3 separate regions of the Sus scrofa genome follow, and all the other regions are linked to region 2. The links are chromatin contacts, called in public HiChIP or PLAC-seq maps. All regions are on one chromosome and are shown on one strand. The core of a region is the stretch at or near the end of the contact, and the rest is flanking DNA. Distances in the headings are between cores, read along the strand shown. Region 1 holds the start of QPCT (glutaminyl-peptide cyclotransferase). Region 2 holds the start of LOC100625479 (cytochrome P450 1B1). Region 3 holds the start of PRKD3 (serine/threonine-protein kinase D3).

What was found. HiChIP or PLAC-seq counts read pairs in DNA pulled down with a chosen protein or histone mark.
Region 1: an H3K27ac HiChIP or PLAC-seq map of alveolar macrophages shows a contact between it and region 2. The contact joins the promoter of QPCT here to the promoter of LOC100625479 in region 2. A contact is called at or near these places in 1 of 5 promoter capture datasets (fetal liver) and 1 of 2 datasets of contacts at active chromatin or transcription factors (alveolar macrophages).
Region 3: a contact with region 2 is called in an H3K27ac HiChIP or PLAC-seq map of alveolar macrophages. The contact joins the promoter of PRKD3 here to the promoter of LOC100625479 in region 2. A contact is called at or near these places in 2 of 5 promoter capture datasets (fetal liver and liver) and 1 of 2 datasets of contacts at active chromatin or transcription factors (alveolar macrophages).

What each region holds. Positions count from the first base shown.
Region 1 is chr3:102,821,523-102,824,386 of Sscrofa11.1, forward strand. QPCT (glutaminyl-peptide cyclotransferase) reads right to left here and starts at 1,568. Exons shown (of 7, transcript XM_003481245.4): 1 at 1,315-1,568. The coding sequence starts at 1,434.
Region 2 is chr3:102,194,332-102,197,031 of Sscrofa11.1, forward strand. LOC100625479 (cytochrome P450 1B1) reads left to right here and starts at 1,412. Exons shown (of 3, transcript XM_021087620.1): 1 at 1,412-2,700.
Region 3 is chr3:102,840,761-102,843,460 of Sscrofa11.1, forward strand. It overlaps PRKD3 (serine/threonine-protein kinase D3), which reads left to right and starts at 1,384. Exons shown (of 19, transcript XM_013996212.2): 1 at 1,384-1,568.

The sequences.
Region 1 (2,864 bases), core at 318-2,817, 630 kb after region 2:
AAATGATCCCTTCCTAGCAGCTTCTTCAAACACTCCTCACCTCATTCATTCCCATCCATTTCCACGTATCATAAAGACACATTTGCCTTGGCTCCACATTATGGTAGTCAATGCCCCTTCCCAATTTCTGGCCAGGAAGCAGAAGTTTTAAATCCGTAACTATATTCCTCAATGGATGTTACTCCCACTGAACCCCCATGGAAAGCTCTTCTTACCATGAAGTTATTATTGAGTTGACTATCCTCATCCTCACCAGGTTCTCTATGGCTAGTGGTGTCCACGTGTAAGTGGGGCATGTTATAGCCCTTGAATGGTGAAACTAAAAGTATTACTCATAGGACTGAAGGGGCGATTCATGTACATATGCTTGTGCCTGGGCGGTGGAGCATGGGGCTTTGAGAGGGCCTGTACGTTCACAGGGTGCTCAGTATTTCAAACCTCTGAGTTGATACTGACATTCTGTAACCATTCAAAAGATCTTTTAAACAATATGATCAGTGTTTATATCCCTGCTGCTTTTTGCTTTGCTGCTTTATTTAGTATCTTTGAAAGTATACCATTTTACTCCAGTACCATTAACTTTTGCTTAAGTCCCTAGCAATTACAGGATTTCAAAACTGTTACACAAGAAAGGGAATAATTGCGAAGCTATTTACTGCACGCAGAGGCAACTTGCAGATCATTTTTATCCTAAATTCCATATGTGAAATTTCCACCTACTACTCGATACATTTCCCTGACGATTGCATTTTACTCTCTTTGAAGAAAAAGAAAATGTTAAAGTAAAGCTGGTCTCCATTTACGCGCCTTCGTTCAGAGCTGATCTGCTGAAAAATCTAAAACAGACCAACACTAGTCCGTGCTGACTGCCTGGAAACTTCAGCCTTGGGAGGGCTTCCTTGGATGTCGGGGCGAGGCAGCAGCGGGCACACCTCCCGGCGCGCCCGGCTCCCTGGCGGCGGGGAGCTCGGAGTCCGCGCGCCTCTCAGCTCCCGAGTGGGCGGCGAACCGGCGATGCGCCCTCACCTCCCTGCTCCGCCGCAGAAAGCGAGTCACGCTTCCTGTGTCTATTAGTACCCGCAGCAGACCGCAGCGGAGGGGAGGCCGGTGACATCACCCAGCTCCCGTGGCGTACCCAAAGCAGCCCGGCGGCCAGCGAGGAACATTGGCGAGGACGCAGAACCCCGACCTCTCGGGGCTCCGGAAGGGAGGACCTCGGCTCTGCCTTGCCTCCCATCTTGTCTAGACTGGGGCTCTGGGTCCCGCACCCAGCAAGAGCCACCCAGGTACAATCGCGCAGCAGCAACCCCTCACCTTCTCCTGGGTCCATGCTGCCGCGCTCCGACTGACCCCCTGAGCCGCCAGGGACAGGGTGGCCACCAGCAGCAGCAGGTGGAGAGTGCCCACGAAGCGCCGGTCCCCACTGCCTGTCATCTCTCCAGGACTGTCCCGACGCGGGTTCCCAGAGCCGCCGGCGGTCACGAGCCCGGGAACGCGCGTCCTTCGCCTTCCCCCCCTCTCCACCCTTGGGTCGATAGCTCCCGCCTCCCCATCGCCTCCCGGTCGCCTCCCCACTGCGCTACGCAGGCCAAGGCCGCTTCTCTCCAACCCCCACCTTCCACCTTAGCAACCCAGAGGCTGGGCTGTCCTGGGAGGCACAGGCTTCCGAATCCATGGGAACAGAGACGGCCACTTCCTTGTCTAGGAGAGGAAGAAAGGAAGGAGGGAAGAGACGTGGAAGAAGCTTTTTTTTTTTTTTTTTTAAATCTCCATTGCCTGGGGGTGACTGAGAATACAAAGGGAAGGGAGAGGGTTTCTCAGACCCTGTGAGGTTAGGAAGTGTTTTCCCACGGCTCATTAAGAAGGGATGGACAGGGATCTACATTTACTGAATACTTATGTGCCAGTCACTGTCCTAGGTGCTTTTACGATTTTCCCTTACTTAATCTTCATAACCATGTGAGGTAGGTATTAATTCCATTTTACAGATGAGGAAACAAAGCTTGAACTGGAACCGTCAAACATCCTTTATAACAGCCCATCGTATCTTTCTCTCTCTCTCTCTCTCTCTCTCTCTCTCTCTCTCACACACACACACACACACACACACACACAAATACTTAGCTTGCCTTATAGGAGACAGACCATCGTACTCCCAGACTGAGAAGTATAATTGAGGTAAATTATCTGAAATAAATGAGATAATGTTCACAGTGGCTGTTGAGGCAGCCATCTCCTCCAATCCATACCCTACAAAAGGAAAGCCTAAATACAATGTACTTATTTACTTCGTAACATCAAAAATCACTTACCAAGATAATCCTAGAAACAAGCACTATCTCAGTTTTGTCTGCAGGTTTCTGGTCTAAGTTGTCAGGCAATTACTTCATCATCCTCTTTTCCTTCCAAAATGAGGATTAGGGCATGGGCTGCTCTGAGTCATCTCCTAGTAACTTTTAGATCCCAGAAAAAAAAATATATCAAAATAATGACATTGACACAGACCTACTTCCCAAAGAGCAAAGGTCTGAAGGTAATGGAGTCCGCCAGAAGGCTCACCCACTCTACTCTGTCTTCTTAGGCTTGGCTATAAGAGTGAGTTTGAAAAGGGAAAGGGTTGACCTGGAGATACACCGTCTGCCCTCCTCTGGAGCTACAGGAGAAGACAGGATGGAAATTCCTACTTTCCTGATGTTCAGAATTACTAATCCTATTCGTGTCTCAGAGTTTAGAGTAGCAATTCAAATCTTCAGGTGCAAACAAAATTAAATAGCTTCTTTAGTACATCCATGGACAGTGCTTCTGATAATCAGACCACCTCAGAATACTGGTATACATTCAGAACAAAACTACTGTCACATCTC
Region 2 (2,700 bases), core at 162-2,661:
ACACAATTCTTGTCTACTAAATTAAAGCCTAGTGAGAGACTGATACATGAATTATTAGAATAGGGTCTTGCTAAAGCTGGACATTGTAAGACTGTTACTAAACCCCCTTCCAAAGATACATATGCCAAAATAGCCCTGAGAAACCCATGCTTATTTCTTCAGTTGCTCAAAAACCAACTTCATGACAGAGCTGAGTACCCTATCATGAAATGTGAAATCATTTCCAGAGAACCTCTCAAACGCTACTGAATGGAGAATTTTACAAAAAGGTTTTTTCTTATCAGATATTTTACTGTTTGTTTCAGCCTCTCAAAAAGTCAGATTCTTCAGATGTCCTTTTTTAAAAAAACAAATCAGTTTTCCAAAATTAGCTATGAGGCACAGTCTACAATCCTCCCTCATTCAAAACTGATTTACCTGCAAAAGCTGAGCATACTGTTTCTTTAGGATCCTCAGAATCCTCAATTATGTAAACGAAACAACTATTTTTAAAAATTCTTTCATCTGATTTTTTTTAAGGCAAGTAGGAAAGAAAGCATTTGTATCTTTTATCTGAGGATTTCCTTCCATATAAACTTGTATGATAGATCTAGAGTGTGACTTCTTGGGTTCAAATCCTGGCTCCACTTCTTATTAGTTAGTAGGAGGGAGGGTGGCAAGATAGAAAACCACCCCCACTTGGCCCATGCAAGCATTGCAATCACTTTTGGAAAGAGAAATCATTTAAGATTATATCGTATGATTGTAAATGTATTATTACAGTGCGTGTGATCTTGGATAAGTCATATAACCTTTCTAGACCCCCCTACCTCACCAGGAAACAACAGAGATTAGCACCTCCGGAAAAGCGCAAACCACAGAGCTGTTACGTGGTAAGCAATCAACTTAACTTACATTTTGATGACCCCCGGAGGCTTCCTATCTGGGTAACTACCTTACACCCCACCCTTTCCTCCCTGGCTCGTCCGTTCCCCAGCCTTGCGGAAAAGACCTTCTCTTTCTAAGGTCTTTACTAGCTTTTTCCTTTCCTTTCCTTTCCTTTCCTATCCTTTCCTTTCTTTCTTTCTTTTTTCTTTCTTTCAAGAGCCGCACCTGAGGCATATGGAAGTTCCACCAGGCTAGGGGTCTAATCGGTGCTATAGTTGCCGGCCTATACCACAGCCGGAGCAAGGCGGGATCCAAGCTGTACCTACGATCTACACCACAGTTCATGGCAAGGCCAGAGATAGAACCCGCGTCCTCATGGACACTAGCGGGGCTGGTTACCGCCAAGCCACTTGGGGAACTCCTCTACTAGCTTTTTGGAAAGGGCTGCAGCAGCTGGGAAGACTATCCAGCTCCAGCGAATCCGGCTTCCCCTTTGAAAGAAGTGTCCCCATTCGTAGAGCACGCGCGCCCAAATCCGGCCTTCGGGCGGAGGCCCCGGCGGGCGCGGCTGTGCGTGCGCCGCTGAGGGTGGTGGCGGCCCGCACCCCGCCCTCAGCTGCCGCCCCCGCCGCCGCCTCGGCGTGTCAGGTGCTGTGAGAAGCGCCGAGGGATATGACTGGAGCCGACTTTCCAGAAGCGGCGCACGCAAGGCACAGCTCCGCACGCAAGGGGGAGGCGACAGCAGAAGAAACTTTTCAACCCAATAAAGTTCGCAGGCGCGCCGAGATTGGCCTCCTCCTCCCCCACCTCCCTCCAGGAATCTTCAGAGAGCCCCCCGCCCCCCGAGTTCTTCCCAGCTTGGCTGCAGGCCGGGCGCCAAAGACCTCAGACACAGCCTGCGAGACTCCGCGCTCTCCAGTGGGCGGCGCCACCTGGAAGAGTCTCTACGCGGGAAACCTCGGGGCCAGCTGCGGCGCGCCAGCGCTGGCCTTTGTGTGCCAAGGATGGTCGGGGCCTGAGGGTTGGGGAGCGGCGGCTTTTAGAGATTCTCGATCACGCCGCGCAAGGTGAAAGAAGAACTTTGTGCGCTAAAGGGCCTGATATGACGAGCCGATGAGCTTGAAAAGAGAACGTTAAGATGAAAATAAAACAACCCGGGAAGCAGTAAGGCAAACCGCCATTACGACAGAGCTTTCCTCTTTTCCAAACTGACAGGTTTCCTTCCCCGGTTCGGGCGCCCAAGGATCCCGAGGGATTTTCTCTCGGGGAAGGAAGCTCAAGTCACTGAGAGGGAAGTGAGATAGGGCGCCTGGTCCGTGGAGCGCGCTCCCGCCGAGAGCTCAGTGGGCTGCTCTGGTTCTGTCTCGAGCGCGCGTCCCGGGAAACCGTGCAAGCTTAGATGCGGGATGACTGCGAGGAAGAGTGGTTTTCGGGCAAAGGAAAGGCTCCCACCGTGGCTTCCAGGAAAGCCGACAGCTACTGCGCCAAAAGTAGCTCGCGGCACGCCGGGGCAACCTCGCGTGACCACCCGCGCGCGGCGACTCCAGTTGCTGCGGGAGAGGTTTGGGCAGTCCCGGCGCGTCTCGCCCCCGCCCCCCCCGCAAGCCCCGCCCCCGGCAGGTCCAGCGGCCTCCGCCCTTCCCCCCTCCCCCCTACGCAGACTTTAAAAAAGAGAGAAGCGGGATGGCGCATTTTGACTCTGGAGTGATTGTGTGCAAACGAACCACGCCTCTGCGACGCCAGCTGTCAGAGCCTTGCAGGGGGCGTTAGGGCTGGGAATTGACTCCATTCATCGACCCTCAGTCGCAATCCCACGCAGTGAGAAAATCTTGA
Region 3 (2,700 bases), core at 134-2,633, 650 kb after region 2:
AATGTTTTTTTAAAAACTAGAGTGAATTTACTTTCAATTTTAAAGTAAAAGAATAGCAGAGTAAGACTCGGTATAAAATACAATTAGATTGAATTAGATATTACTGAATGTGAAATACTTAGTATCTTCTAATTCCCAAAAATATTTCAGAGATGTCTTTTTAAAATATAGCTTCAGGAATTCCTGCTGTGGTGAAACAGGATTGGAGGCATCTTTGGAGTGCTGGGACACAGGTTCGATCCCTGGCTTCGCATGTTGGGTTAAGGATCCAATGTTAAGTTGAAACTGCGGGTTGGATCTGATCCCTGTCCCTGAGCATCCAACAAAGAAAAAGGAAAAAAAAAGGGGGGGGGTAACACTATAGCTTCAGAGTAGACCAGGGTTATACACAATTTTACTTGCCCATCTTTAATATAAATGATTTTAAAATTCCATTTAACTTTAAATCCAGGGAAATCTATTAAGAGTGATGACCTGGTATAAAAAGTGGGGACCCATTTAGCTTTCTTTACTTTCTATTCTCAAAAACTGCCTTCGACCTCTGCGTAGTAATGGATATAGATTGTTGACTGTGGCCCACCTGCTTGTTTCAGTGTATTTTACTTGAGTACTTTTGCGATGAAATTTGGATATAAGGAGAACTAGGAACAATGGGTCTCAGCCGCTCATGCCTTTCTCTCACATAAAACATGTAAAATTTTTCACCTCATGTATTTTTCCTCTAAATTTCACCCCACCTGCGTCCCCCGTCACCGTTGTCAAAGTCACGTGGAAGCCAAGGTTGGGTGACTCTTCGCTGCACTTCACCCCGACGGTAGGTAACACATTCGAGTTTAAAGACAAGTAGGATACACAAAAAACACTGGAAGCAGAGACTTCTCAGAGACTGCTTTAGGCGAAGGGCGCTCGGAGCATCTGCCTTGGTGTGGAATGCCCGGGGCTCCTGTGCCAGGCGACCACCTGGACTACAAGCACTCGGGAGGGAAACGGGGAGCAGTGAGAAGATTTCTCAGGGAGGAAATTGCTCTCTGCTGCAGACCTCTTACAAGTTCCGCGTCCAACTTAATCACCTCTTGGCCCCTGGCCACCATCGCCTCCATCAGAGCGGACGACAAAAACAGTTCAGTAGCAATAATGGGTATCAAGGACAGTGTGTAACTGGAATTAGTACACGGTCGCAGCCCGCTCCCCCGCGGTCACGGAGACGCCAGGACTTCGAAGGGTACAGAGCGAGCCCGAAAGCACCCGGAGCTCCTGTTGCCCTGCGCTATATGTCAAGACAGTGAGCAACATCCCCGCGTGGCTACCACCGTGTCGAGCCCCCGGGGAGACTACAGCTCCCGACAGCCCCCGCGCCGGCCGCGCGCCCCCGCCCCTCGCGCGCCCCCGCCCCGCACGCCCCGGCCCCCCGCCCTCGGGCCTTAGGACGGGACGGGGAGGAGGGAGGGAGGAAGGGGCGCCTGAGGCGGGCGGGATTCTGCGAAGCGCGTGAAGCCTCGCTGGCGTCTGGTCCCGGAGTCAGACGCTGGCGGGCGCGGAGTTTCTCACGACCGGCGGAGCCCGCTTCTGTAAGTAGTCGCCTCAGGGAGCGCGGAACAGACACCGAAAAAGTTAGCGCCGCCGCGGCGGCCGCTTTGTTCTCCCGGCCCGTGGGGTGAGGCGGCAGCCCCTCCCCCACTCACCCGCACGCGGCGGCGGCGGCGGGTCTCGGACTCCGCGCCGGGCTGGGCGGCGGCCGCCGGGGCTGGGTGGTAAGTTGGCTGAGCGCGCCGCGAGAGGAGCGGGCGGTGGGCGCGGGGGCAAGCTGGGGCGCCGGCGCGGCCGCCAGATGGGGCCAAGTTCCGGCGTGGGCGCCGACGCCAACTCGGAGTCGCGCTCCACCAGCGACCACCGCGCCGGGCCCGTAGCTCACAGTCTGTTTCCACGTCCCCCCAACAAGCTCCCCACGCCAGTCCCGCGTTACTCAAGCTGTCGGATTTTGGGTTAGCCTTTCCCTTTGATTTTCTCCACTTTAGTTTGTAGTTGTCTTCAAGGGTGAGTCAACGGTGCTTAGAGAAGGAACGTAAGCCCCCACCCCGGTTTCCTGACTGTGTGTAGTTTTGCAAGTTGCAGCGTTGCTCCGAGTCGGTTTCATCCCTGGGAGCTTTTTCTTAAGATGAAACACCGAGAAGCGTGACTGTTTCTTCGAGCAATAAATATAACCACATACTATTAGATTGCCTGTTGGATATTTTATTTCAAGTCATCGCCGACAGCAGCATAGGCCTTGCCGCGTGCAGGCACGAATGTAAAGCGAGCGACAGCGTGTGTGAGACTTGCAGACTTTTCCATACACAGATTGATGGCTTGGACGTAACTGTCTCTTCAGCCACACCCATCCCCACAGGAAATAAGACTATCGGTGTCATCTTTGATTAGGAAGGATAAGTTACACCCTGAACTACTATTTTGTTCGACATAGCTTTAATGAGCTGTAGTCGTAAATGAAACGAAAATGTTTAAAATTCTGTGATTTGTACCCTAGAAAATGTTATCCTGTTCTGTTTCTACTTTGTACTTAAGGCTGCAGTTCCTAAAGTCTTAGCCGCTCTGATTTTGCTTAGATCAAGCTTACTTATCAACTTTAAGGCAGTGAGGGTGGGGAATACTTATGAATTTGCTGCTGAAGGCGCCCATAAAGTTCCTCGACCGAGGTCTAGG